3 separate regions of the Sus scrofa genome follow, and regions 2 and 3 are each linked to region 1. A link is a contact called in public HiChIP or PLAC-seq data. All regions are on one chromosome and are shown on one strand. Each heading gives the region's core, a stretch centred on a gene start, on an enhancer-like site or on the middle of the called end of the contact. The rest is flanking DNA. Distances are from core to core; before and after follow the strand shown.

Region 1 (4,285 bases), core at 1,304-3,803:
GAAAAGTAGTCTAAAATATCACCATAAGTAAATGTTGAATGGGGTTCTCACTGAGGCTCAGTGGGTTACAAACCTCACTGCTATCCAGGAGGATGTGGGTTCAATCTCTGGCCTTGCTTAGTGGGTTAAGGATCCGGTGTTGCTGTGACCTGTGGTGTAGGTTGCAGACGTGGCTTGGATCCCGCATTGCTGTGGCTATGGCTTAGGCTGATAGCTACAGCTCCACTTTGACCACTAGCCTGGAAACTTCCATATGCTGCAAATGTGGCCCAAAAAACTTAAAAAAAAGAAAAAAAGGTCTTTCCTGGCCCTTACATTTCCACCCAGCCTCCATCTCTTCTAGTTCTGGAAAAGCCACCTGGGGATTAAGAGAGCTGTAGAAACCTCAATTCCAACTGTAACCTTAATTTACCCTTGTGCTGGAGCAAAATATCCACAGGATCCAGCGATTAGGGCATCTTTGCCAGAGTAGGGGATGTTTTTCTGCCTGTCACATTTACAAAATGAGATTGTTCTTTGGAGCTGAAAATGATCAAAGGACTTTTACTACTTAAGAATGACGAGACCAAACGCTCATCAAAAGAGCCAGGAAACAGCACCTCATACTCATTTGGATGGCTATTATAGAAACAACAGGAAGCAAGTGTTGGCAAGGACGAGGAGAAACTGGAACCCCTGTGCACTCTTGCTGCGCTTGTAAAATAGTACAAACCCTCTAGAAAGCGGTATAAAAGTCCCTCAGAAAGTTAAAAATAGAACCATCACACGATCCAGCAATCCTACTTCTGAGTACAGATCCAAAAGAACTGAAAGCAGAGCCTAGAAAAGATAATTGCACATATTCATGTTTATCACAGCGCTATTCGCAATAAGCCAAGTGGTGGAAGCAACCCCCAAATCCATCAATGGATGGGAAAAAAAATGTGGCATATGCATGCAATAGAATAGCATTCATCCTTCAGAAGGGACGAAATTCTGTCACAGGCTACAATATGAATGAACTTGGGGATATCCTGCTAAGTGAAATAAATCAGTCACAAAGAGATAAACGCTCTCTGAATCCATTTATACGAGATAATCAAAGTACTTGAATTCATGGAAACAGAAAGTAGAATGGTGGTTCTGAAGGTCTGAAAGGAGGAGAAAATGGGTGTTGTTTAATGCGTATCGACTTTCAGATGAAATTATTTTCAGAAGAAAAATTCTGGAAATCTGTTTCACAACAATGTGAATATACTTACGGATGAATTGTACACTTAAAATGGTTATTATGGTAAATTTTATCTTGTATATTATTTATAAATATAATTTTAAAAAGCGCAATAGGCAAAAGCATAGGATCCAAGATCGCAGGCAAGTTTTTGTCGAAGAGGAGGTAAAGTTGAATCCACAAATGGGGTTGGAATGGGCCCTGGGAAAAGAATCAAGTTGTTTCCTGCTCAAATCCTATCATGTCCTGCTATTTACTATAAAGTTAACCACTTAACTATAAACTAGGCCAGCCATTTATTAGTCATAATTTGCTAAAAGCTAATTAGTCATAATTTGCTAAAAGCTAGTTAAAAAAAAAAAAAAAGGAGTTCCCATCATGGCTCAGTGGTTAACGAATCCGACTAGGAACCATGAGGTTGCGGGTTCAATCCATGGCCTCACTCAGTGGGTTAAGGATCCGGCGTTGCTGTGAGCTGTGGTGTAGGTCGCAGACACGGCTCGGATCTGGTGTTGGTATGGCAGGCAGCTGTAGCTCTGATTCGACCCCTAGCCTGGGAACCTCCACATGCTGTGGGTGCAGCCCTAAAAGGATGAAAGACAATAAATAAATAAATAAATAAATAAGGCTAGTTTTAAAGGAAATTTCATTTCTAGCTATGACATAGGTTGTACACATTTCCTAAGTTTAAGTATACTGTATATACTTGGTGTATGTGTGTGTGTGTGTGTGTGTGTACGCACACGTGGAGAGAGGGAGAAATTTATGTATTTATTTATTTAGCTATCTATCCATCTGTCTTTTTAGGGCCACACCTGCAACATTTGGAAGTTCCCACGCTAGGGTTTGAATCGGAGCTGTAGCCACTGGCCTACACCACAGCCACAGCAACACGGGATCTGAGCCTTGTCTGTGACCTACATCAGAGCTCATGGCAACACTAGATCCTTACCCCACTGAGCAAGGCCAGGGATTGAACCCGAGTCCTCACGAATACTAGTCTCCTTCGTTACCGCTGAGACACAAGGGGAATTCTGAAATTTCTATTTCTCTTTATATGCATATACAGTTTTAGAACTATATCATCTACTTCCCTGGGTGTCTAGTGAGCCCCTGGGCTGGGGTAGGGGTGACTGTTCTCTTCGCGGGGCCCCCTGCCTGACGTCAGCAGGGCCAGGGGCCATGGAGTCTGGCCAGCATGACTGAAACTGGTCGTTGTGCCCTGCAGATGGTGAGGTGGGACCTGGGACATGCAAGTCAAGGGCAAGGAGCTGCTGCTTATCTTGGGGAATGGCAACGACTCAGCTTCACTGAGTCACCCCTGTGTGCCAGGCACTTTGCATACATGGTTGGGTCCAATGACATGTCTTTCCTTCTGAGAACTTGGGATGACTAATTTGGGTCTGGGCACCCTCCATGATCCGTCAGTGAAAAAAAACTTGACATACTCCAGAGCTGAAGGCAGGTGTTCTCTTAGCAGAATAAAATCCAAGCCAGGCTTAGTAGTTCTCGAGAAATGACTTCAATGAAATAGACCATGCTAAATGGCTAAAGAGAAGAAAGTTAAGTTGAAGGATTCTGGCAGCTAAAGAGAACCAGGAATCCTCCCTGGGGATCAGGAGCAGGTGTCAGTAGGAAATGAATTCTGCAGGGTAAAGTACGTTTTGATTTTAGGTATCTCAGATCAGAAACTGAAGCCTAAACTGCATCATCACCCACTCACCTTCTCCCCACCCCCACTTCACCCCCTGAAAAGCCTTGACAGTGAACTTGCTCCTTTGAAGCACTAAGAAGGAAGAGGTGGTATACCAGGGGCAACTCCCAGCCCTCTCCCTTCTTCACCTGGTCCCTCCATGGTGGGCATCCCGTGTTTCTGTCAAGATGTTGCTGCTTCAGTGCCTCTTTGGAGCTTCTGGCTCTTAGCTCTGGGTCCCCTCCTGTCTTTACTTCTTGCTTCCCTGTGAAGCCACTGCAGTAAAGCCTTTCTACCCAAGACCTGTCGATGTTCTGAATCCCTTGTTTTTCACAACTGCCTGTAGCCCAAATATAACGGAGGTGCCTGGTAGCCACCTTGGGGTGATATCAGGTATAATACCAGCCCAACATCCAAGAGAAGCCTCATCTCAAGTCTCTTGAGACTGACTCACAGCAAAGCAGCTTAAAGATCTACTTGCCCATCTTTCTGAAGTCCTGTTGACAGCTGCTCAAAATGGTCTTTTTTCCTCTCCCATATTGTCCCCCTCCCACCCTACTGGCTGCTTTTCTCCCTTTCCCCCTTCTTCTCAATGGGTTTCTCTTCCTGGTATAGTTCCTTCTGCAAATGGCCATATTCCTTTCTCACTACTGTTTCTGAAAACTGATTATACTTAAATAAATGCTTAAATAAACCACAAAATATTAAAGCTAAACAGAATAACCACGTAATCAACCAAACCAGAAACCCAGGGCTAGGCCAGCTTTTGTTATTAAGTTGCGGGCTCTCCTGCTGCCAGCACCACGGGCACATTAGATTTGTTCCTTTGTCAAAAGATAAAGGCCAGTCTTATCTTAGGGCAATTGATGCCAAACTTAATTGTTAAAAATATAAGGAACTAACCCCTAGCCTGGGAATTTCCATATGCTGTGGATACAGCCCTTAAAAGCAAAAAAAAAAAAAAAAAAAAAAAAAAACCCCAAAACTGTAAGAAACTATATTCAGTCTTTTGGGATACCATGATGAAAGATAATATAAGAAAAGGAATATATATATATGTATATATACACACACACACATATGACTGGGTCACTTTGGTGTATAGCAGAAATTGGCACAACATTGTAAATCAACTACATTTATGTATGTATGTATTAATTTATTTATTTATTGTATTTTTAGAGCTGCACCTGCGGCACATGGAGGTTCCCAGGCTCGGGGTCGAATTAGAGCTGTAGCCACTGGCCTAGACGAGAGCCACAGCAACTCTGGACCTGAGCCACATCTGCAACCTACGCCTCAGCTCATGGCAATGCTGGATCCTTAACCCACTGAGCAAGGCCAAGGATTGAACCTGAGTCCTCATGGAAGTAGCGTTGGTG
Region 2 (4,210 bases), core at 1,316-3,815, 260 kb before region 1:
CTGAAAAAAAATAAAATCTCTGCTTCAAAAATGTTAACAGAAAGTTATAACCTCTAGATCTCGTAATTGAGGTTTCCATCATTAATAAATTATTAAAAGTTGGCAGACAAATTTTTTTAATGAGGGTGAGGAGGTGGGGTAGAAATTGGATTCAAGCATTTCCTCACACCATTAAAAAAACAACAAGCTCTGGGGAGTTCCCATTGTGTCACAACGAATCCAACCGGGAACCATGAGGCTGTGGGTTCAATCCCTGGCCTCGATCAGTGGGTTAAGGATCCAGCACAGCTGTGAGCAGTGGTATAGATCACAGAGACAGCTCGGATCTGGCTGTGGCATAGGCTGGCAGCTGAAGCTCCGACTGGACCCCTAGCATGGCGATCTCCGTGTGCCTCGAATGTGGCCCTTAAAAACCAAAAAAAAAAAAAAAAAAAAAAAAAATACAGTAAAACGTTGAAAAATAACAGAACTGAGAAGAAAATTTTATCCTGGGGATGGAGAAGGCAACAAAAGAAGAAAAGAAGCAAAGAACTAAGAGAGTTGCCTATCTAAATTTAAATTCCTCTGGAGTTCCCGTTGTGGCTCAGTGGTTAACGAATCTGACTAGGAACCATGAGGTTGTGGGTTCAATCCCTGGCCTTGCTCAGTGGATTAAGGATCCGGCGTTGCTGTGAGCTGCGGTGTAGGTTGAAGACACAGCTCGGATCCTGCGTTCCTGTGGCTCTGGCATAGGCCAGCGGCTATAGCTCCGATTCGACCCCTAGCCTGGGAACCTCTATATGCCGCAGGAGTGGCCCTAGAAAAGGCGAAAAGACAAAAAATAAATAAATAAAATAAAATCTTCTATAAATTAAAACAAACCATAACGAGTAATAAAACTCGAAAAATATTTGCCCATGTCAGCTTCCATGAAGGGGTCTAGTAAAAAAACAATCATCTCCAAAATTAAAATAGACAACGGATACTAACATTCACAAAATGCATAAAAATGGCCACCAACATGTGGCAAAGATCTTCAACTCTATAGAAACCAAAGAAATGGCAACTTTAATCAAATGATTCCTTTCTTCCCACCAGTTTTTATTAAAAATAGTATACTATATATTAAGCAGGATTTGGAAAAAAGGGCATTTTCAGCAAGTATTAGCAGGAGAATAAATTGTTTTAATCAAAAGCAAAAAAAAAGGCAAAATCTTTCTGAAAGACAATTTAGCAATTTTTAAAAAATCTTCAAAATATTCATATCCTGGGTGCTATGAACCCACTTCAGGAATCTGACTTGATAAAATCAGAATCACTTTCAAATGTGGTAGGCACAGCAACACGCTTTACAGAAGAAAACTGGGGGAAGAAACTAGAAACCCAAACTTAAATCACAGGCTTACATATAAAGTCATGGAATAGAAACCTAAAGCAGAAATACTAACCATCATTACCTCTAGGCGGCTGAGTTAAATTTACCTTAATTCTTTTTGTGTGTGTGTGCTTTTTAGGGACGCATCTGGAGGCGGCATATGGAGGTTTTCCCAGGCTGGGGTCTAATCAGAACCACAGCCGCTGGCCACAGCCACAGCCATGCCAGATCCAAGGCCGCATCTGCCTATATACCACAGTTCAAGGCAACGCCGGATCTGTAACCCACTGATGGAGGCCAGGGATCCAACCTGCAACCTCATGGATCCTAGTCAGATTTGTTTCCTCTGAGCCACAATGGGAAATCCAAATTTGCCTTAATTCTTAATTTTCCTGAAGCATCCCAATTTTCTATTCTCAACATGCTGTGGTTTTATAACAATAATGAAGAAACTTTCACTAGAGCAATCTTAATAAAAGCTGCTATAAAACTGAATTCAACCCCACTACTGACATTTGAGAAAAACATGAAAAAAGCACATGACATATGAAGATGCTACTGCATGGCAGAGGGAGGGGGGCCTGCAAGTACCTGTGCTAGAAGTGGGAAAGGTTAGGTGGTATCCCTGAGAGCAAGCCCACAGACAAGCAGTGGAGGTGAGAGTGATTTCCTAAAGAGGAAAAAGAGAACAGAAAAGAGAGCAACAGGCCAATGACAGCACAAAAAATTACGGAAGAAAAAAAAAAAGAAAAACAAAAGAAGAGAAGGAAAATGTCTAGTTCCATTATGGACAGAGATGAAGAATGGGTGAAAAAGAGGAGAGGGAATGAACAGGAGAAATTAAATACTTCTCAAAGATCCAGCTTTTTTAAAATCTTGATTTGGGAAAAGGACCTGCACAAACAAGGCCCAAGTTTGGAAGGAAACAGTGAATCAAATATGAATGGATTAAAAAATCCAAGGAGGGGAAAAACTGCTTCTTCAATTCTAAACTGAATAATACTCTTCAATTTTAAGTACTTCATACCCTCTCAGGTCCTTCATCATTTGGATCAAGTGGTTTGTGCAGGAGAAACAGTCTGGCGTAATAAAAAGAATTACTGACTGTAGCGTGAAGAGGTCAAGGAGCAAGTCCTGACTCCACTTACCAGCTGTGTGAAGCGGAGCAAGCTGCCACACTTAGAAAACCGGAACTACAAACTCCAGACAACAGTGTCCGAGAGTCTCACTTGAAAGAATACATATATACAATTGCTTCACCAGTGCTGGTGTAGCAGACGCTCTAATTTATGGCCACTATTTGAATCACTCTATCACCAGGAATACATTTACAGAACCAAATCGACTGGGTTTTTGTTTTTTTTTTTTAACAAAAGCTTACAATAACAGCATTTTACTTAGGAAAACTAAGCAAAAGGTGTCAGATTAAAAAAATGAAAATACAGCTGTAATTGCTCTCTCCCAGTGAGCCCCAATCCTCTCACCCCCACATCACTACAGGTTTTTTGGAGGTAACATAATTGTTAGTACAGCACACACTCTACTGGGGCTTCCAGAGGCAACCGGGGGATTGATGAAAAAGTCCCTTCCAGTTTGGAGATTGCATCATGAACAAAAGAATCACGCTGTCTAAAATGGTAAAATGAAATTCAAATGCATAAATATCTTCTAATTTGCATTCTCAGCCAAACTGATATGGCTTTTTGGACTCAAGTTCTAAACTTCTATGTTCTGATCATAATTATACTTATCCACATGAAAACAGGAAAAATCTGTACCTTCAAAGTTATTACTAAAATCATGCTATATCCACACAATTGAACATGAAGTCTTTAAAAGCCATGTTTTAAGCAATTTTTAAGGAACAGGATTATTACGATTCCAGATTTTTTAAAAAGCAAATTGGCCCTCATGTGTATACTACTTTTACAGACATGTAAAAGTTTGGCATCCTGAGAGCTGAAACAGGGCTATGTGACTGAAAAGGAGGGGGATTAAAGCTATAAATCCCTAAGTACACCATGCTTTCTATTATCTGACATGTTTCTGCCATTCCAAACACATTTTTACATTTTATTTTCCCTCACAATTGAGCACATCATTGATTGGCTTAAAGCATATAAACCTCAGGGAAAGATTTGCCATTCTACAAATGTGAGTTCCAGCTTGATTACAACTTTGTTATTTAAGCCAATGCGTTTTTTCTTCTTCTTCTTTCTTTTTTGGCTACTCCTTGGCTTATGGAGTTCCTGGCCAAGGATCAGATCTGAGCCGCAGCTGTGACCTAAGCTGCAGCTGTAGCTGCAGCAAAGCTGGATGAAGCTCCCCTGTGCCAGGCTGAGGATCAAACCTGAGTCCCAAAGCTCCCAAGACCCCACCAATCCCCTTGTGCCACAGCGGGAACTCCCTAAGCCAATAAATCTTAATCATTAGTATTAACCATGTCCATTAACCATTTGTTTTCTGCTCATTTTTTTAAATATATAATAAAACATTGAAATAATTCTACATTATTTCTGATGTGGAGAAAAGGTAACAGTGCTGAAATATCACTGTGGATTTAGAAGCACAAACTGTCATTCATGTACAAGAGTCTACATATAACCTGGGGATTAATAGGTTAATTAACACATATGCAATTAATTTATATGCAATTAATTGACATGCAATTGTTCAAAAGGCACAAGTAACTTATGTGCACTACACACATACAAGCAGTAAAAAGAGACTGAAGGAAAAGGCCCATGTTAACAGTGGTTGTAGTTGATTGTGAAACTGATTTTTGTTTTTTTAGACAAACATATTTTCTAAATTCTCTAAATATGTAACATTATTACAATGGAGGAGTGATTTTTT
Region 3 (4,180 bases), core at 1,090-3,589, 350 kb before region 1:
CTCTAAACCAAATGGGGATAATGAGATGCTCCACACTTTCAGTTTTCCCGTTCATTTGAAAAGCTAAATAATACTTTGGGGAGAAACTTACTTTTTTTCTATCCAATCTAGGTGCAACTCTGCTATCTTGAGAATCAGACTGGTTGATTTCTGGGTTGGTATCAAGTAATCTCTGCATTGCTCGATCCCGATCAAATGCAGTTACGTAAAAAAGCATTTGCCGGGTATCGAAAGGGAAGAAAAATGGGCTGTAAAAAGATGCAATATAAATTCATTATCTGAATTATAATCAGAAACCATCAAACCCCCCCAACCTAGAAATGACTTTTGATACGTTATAGAATAATAATTATAAAGTATAACCAATGAAAATGGTCTACGCAAAGTAACTTTGAAGTTTTCCTAATTCTTGCCTGAAATTTCTAAGTGGTCAAGTAATAGTGCATTAAATTCACCATGAAAGCTGAAATTCAACCGCTAAAATCAAGTCTAGCCAAGATCATTTTAATCTACTCAAAGACCGTTACTAAGTATGACACGACTAATGAAGGCTCAATTTTAAGATACAATCACCAGTTCACCAGACAGCCAACCCACCCCGTTCCACATACACACATGCAATGGTATTACCAATTTCATGACTTTCCTCTTAGTTTTGGTGTCTATTAAGTCATTCAAAACTGCCAAAGGGCAGCTGCTTACTTTTTAAGAATAAACTCTGCAGTAACACAGGCCCTGCTGCCTCGCGATGTTGGCATTCTTGGTTCGGCAGTTCTTGACACAGAGCCGCCGAGGGCACTTCCTCTTTGATCCAAACATTAAATACCTATTCTGTCTGATCAGGTAGCCCGTGAGGATGTGGGTAGTGTGACTAAAAACCCAATTTCTAATCGTCTTTCATTTTAATTCATCTAAAAGTAGAATACAGCCACGCGTGCCCTGTGGCTACTGTATTCATGAGTACAGTTCTACAGTCTCTGAGAATGTAGGTCTGGCCCCAAAAAGGCTCAGAGAATCAACCAACTCCACCACTGGAGTCCTTTTTTTGGTTTGGGTTTTTTTTTTTTTTTTTGGCTTTTTGGGGCCGCACCCATAGCATATGGAAGTTCCCAGGCTAGGGGTCAAGTCGGAGCTACAGCCGCCGGCCTACACCACAGCAATGCGGGATCCGAGCCACGTCTGTGACCTACACCACAGCCCACAGCAATGCCAGATCCTTAACCCACTGAGCGAGGCCCGGGATTGAACACGCATCCTCCAGGATACTAGTCAGATTCGTTTCCGGTGCGCCACGATGGAAATGCCTGGAGTCCAACTTTCTGATGGAAGAGGACTCAATCTCCCCAGACAAACGTCCTCGTGCACCTTCCTATCTCATGTTTACAGACACGCGTCATCAGGCACACCTAGTACCGGCCCTGCTCACCTCAGTCGACCTGGATGCCTAAGTTACACTATTAAGCAAGCTGTGATCAAAAATGACCATGGTAACTAAACACATGGGTTCAGTAAACACTACGTTTCTGTAACAAAATATATAAAAACCAACACAGTGACAACTCTCCCGAGGCCACCGTTACGGAAGCAGATGTCTTACCAGGTTTTTCCCAGTTCAGTGAGCCACGTTGGGATGTTTCCTGTCATGATTACTAAAGGATCTTGAAGTTGCCTATTTGCTTTTGCTGTCAACTTACTGTTAATAAATTCACTAGTTGGGATAATCTCCTTGCACATGGCATTCTGTAAAATGTTTAAAAAAAAAAAAAAAGAAAAAGAAAAAGGTCTATTATGTGGTAAAACAGCAGGATTATATTCACTGTCTCTTCCTTCGTTCCCAAATAAGTACGCAGGGCACCCAGACCTCCCCGCTGGTTTCCGACCTGCAGGTTCTCATACAGCCGCCCCAAAGGCCACGTCACAAGGCAAGGCTCAAACACCCGACCCCCCCCCACGCCAGGGTACGAACTCGACGGAGCAACTCGTGTGGCCCCCAAGGCCACGCCTTCATCCTTCCCGACAGCACGAAGCACCAAAGGCAGCATTCAACTTTCCCCTGAGCTAGTTAACATACACCGGGAATAAATTAACTTCTAGTTAAATACACCTCAAGATTTTTTAACTATAATAAACTCATGTTCAATTTGCATGCTATAGCTTCCTTTTCTAAATTACAGCTAGAGCACATTAGTATCTTACAAGTCTGCCTAGAGAACTAATCGAGGAAAAAAGGCCAGAAAAACAAGTGGGGGAGCAGTTCCCGGCGATGAGTACACGCCTCGGGATGTCACTGGGGCGGGATCCCCACTGCTCAGCTGAGTCACTGCTTCTGTTTCTAGGCCAACAGGAAACGGATCACGCGCTGGACAGAAAACGATGAGACAACGTATAGCGAACACCACACCAGGTCAGCGTTACTCACATCATACAAGTAGTACCAGTATCGACTGATGGCATGTAACACTCTTAGAAGAAGAATCACGTCTAATGACGGGTCTTCAAAAGTGATATTTTCAGGTGGCGCGGGGATGAGGTAAACTTCTAGAGGATTTGATACTGATGGGCACACTCCGTCTAGAGGGCAAACGGTCAAGGTTAAGTGTTGATCAACATGAGAAAGGCAAAGCCAGTGGAGCCGGTGGCACCCAGCACGCCTCAAATAGCAACCACAAGGGGTTAAGATTTAATGCTTGGTGTCCTACTAGAGTACTGAAAGCTTCAACACGCCCCAACTCACATACGGATAAAGCATCCAGGCTTGTGAAAACGTCACTTCCTCCCCATGCCTATACACTGTAAAGGAGAAAAACGGACTCCTGCGCATTTCTCCTTTATACCAGAAAAGAGCTAATAATAAAAGGGCCAGAGAAGAATAAAGACAAAATGTTTAAATTTAAGTTCACTGTTATACAGAAATTTCCTGGGTTTTTGACATCTAGCTTAAAATGGGCATATAAGACAGAAAAAGAACCTAAAGTTGTAAGTCTGCTTAAAAACAAAACAAAACAAAAAAAAAGATCTGGTTATTTAATCCAAGGCTTAGGATATGATAGACTGTGACAGTCTGCAAGTAGGATCTCCGATTCCTTTGTTCTTATATTTCACAAAGTAAGAGCTTTAAAAAAAAGGGGGTGGGGGGTTGCTACTGTCATCATTTACTTTTACCAAGCAAAGAAGTTAAAAATCATACGACTATCACCAAGTAAAAGGGTAATTTTCCATAACAGAAACAAATATCTCAAAATAAAGACTCTTTTATATAGAACTTAGCTTTGTGAAAAGCAAAATTGCTACACTGCCCTCATTTCTGTGGACTAGGGGAGATTTCATCACCACCACCAGTGTTTGAAAATCTCTGATAGGGACTGGTCCCCAAGGAGGGCAGCTTAATGTTAAGGCACTGTTACCATCACATAAAAAAGAGGGGGCAGGAAATGAGCAAGATTATACTGCAAGGAAATACTACAAAGGAAGGTAAGTCAACTGGGAGGTGCTACTACTTTCCGTAATCATGATATTACTGGCAAAACTTTTTATTTCATCTAGAATTGTCAGCTCATTCTACTGTAATTGGTAATAGTAAAACTTCAAGGCCAACCTGCTAATGTCCGGTCTCTTCTTTAGTGAATATGTTCTAGGTTTTAGCTTTTATGAAAATACAGGTTCTTCATGGAAAGAACATACGTTTTCCCCAATTTCCTTTCTAAGTTTAATTTTGCAGATAATTAATGTTTCAATTTCTGGACATTAAAGTCAAGGGTTCAATTAAAAACAACCAGAGGTTTGTAGTAACTTATTATTTTTATAAATTATATTAAAAGATTTCACTACTAGGTACAAACCCCTGCCTTTAAAAGTTTGAACACAGCAAGAACACTGCCCCAGGGCAGCCTGCTCTCCCCGCTGGAGATCAGCTTACAGCTGGAGCTCAGCTTACCATTCCATAGCTCATCATGCTTTTTTGCATTTCTAGGGGACGTTTTTGTTGGAGCTGTTTGGGCTCTTCCTCTTTTACCACCAACACAGTCTTTATTACTTTCTTCATCCTCTCTCACAGGTTTGTACCTAAAGTCATAGAGATATGTCAGTCAAAAGCAGACATCAAAGCTGCAAACTATTCTCCAGGGCACAGCCACAGCCACCACAGAGTTGCCAGAACAGTTCTCTAAGGCCCATCCTCGCT

What was found. HiChIP or PLAC-seq counts read pairs in DNA pulled down with a chosen protein or histone mark.
Region 2: a contact with region 1 is called in an H3K27ac HiChIP or PLAC-seq map of alveolar macrophages. The contact joins two enhancer-like sites. A contact is called at or near these places in 1 of 47 Hi-C or Micro-C datasets (epiblast stem cells) and 1 of 2 datasets of contacts at active chromatin or transcription factors (alveolar macrophages).
Region 3: a contact with region 1 is called in an H3K27ac HiChIP or PLAC-seq map of alveolar macrophages. The contact joins two enhancer-like sites. A contact is called at or near these places in 22 of 47 Hi-C or Micro-C datasets (alveolar macrophages, blood, brain and 14 more) and 2 of 2 datasets of contacts at active chromatin or transcription factors (alveolar macrophages and skeletal muscle).

Annotation. Positions count from the first base shown.
Region 1 is chr15:131,153,863-131,158,147 of Sscrofa11.1, forward strand. No RefSeq gene overlaps it. Among named protein-coding and RNA genes, the nearest start is that of SP140, 69 kb to the right of the region's middle. Within about 2 kb of position 2,554, at least 3 of the 83 cell types and tissues checked have an H3K27ac peak or open chromatin away from gene starts, as enhancers often do. A contact at or near this core is called in alveolar macrophages, where this site is marked.
Region 2 is chr15:130,889,421-130,893,630 of Sscrofa11.1, forward strand. All of the region lies in intron 2 of TRIP12 (E3 ubiquitin-protein ligase TRIP12), which reads right to left. Among named protein-coding and RNA genes, the nearest start is that of FBXO36, 48 kb to the right of the region's middle. Within about 2 kb of position 2,566, at least 1 of the 83 cell types and tissues checked has an H3K27ac peak or open chromatin away from gene starts, as enhancers often do. A contact at or near this core is called in alveolar macrophages, where this site is marked.
Region 3 is chr15:130,803,517-130,807,696 of Sscrofa11.1, forward strand. TRIP12 (E3 ubiquitin-protein ligase TRIP12) reads right to left here. Exons shown (of 42, transcript XM_021075059.1): 30 at 3,935-4,062; 31 at 2,420-2,571; 32 at 1,598-1,740; 33 at 92-248. Among named protein-coding and RNA genes, the nearest start is that of DNER, 52 kb to the left of the region's middle. Within about 2 kb of position 2,340, at least 2 of the 83 cell types and tissues checked have an H3K27ac peak or open chromatin away from gene starts, as enhancers often do. A contact at or near this core is called in alveolar macrophages, where this site is marked.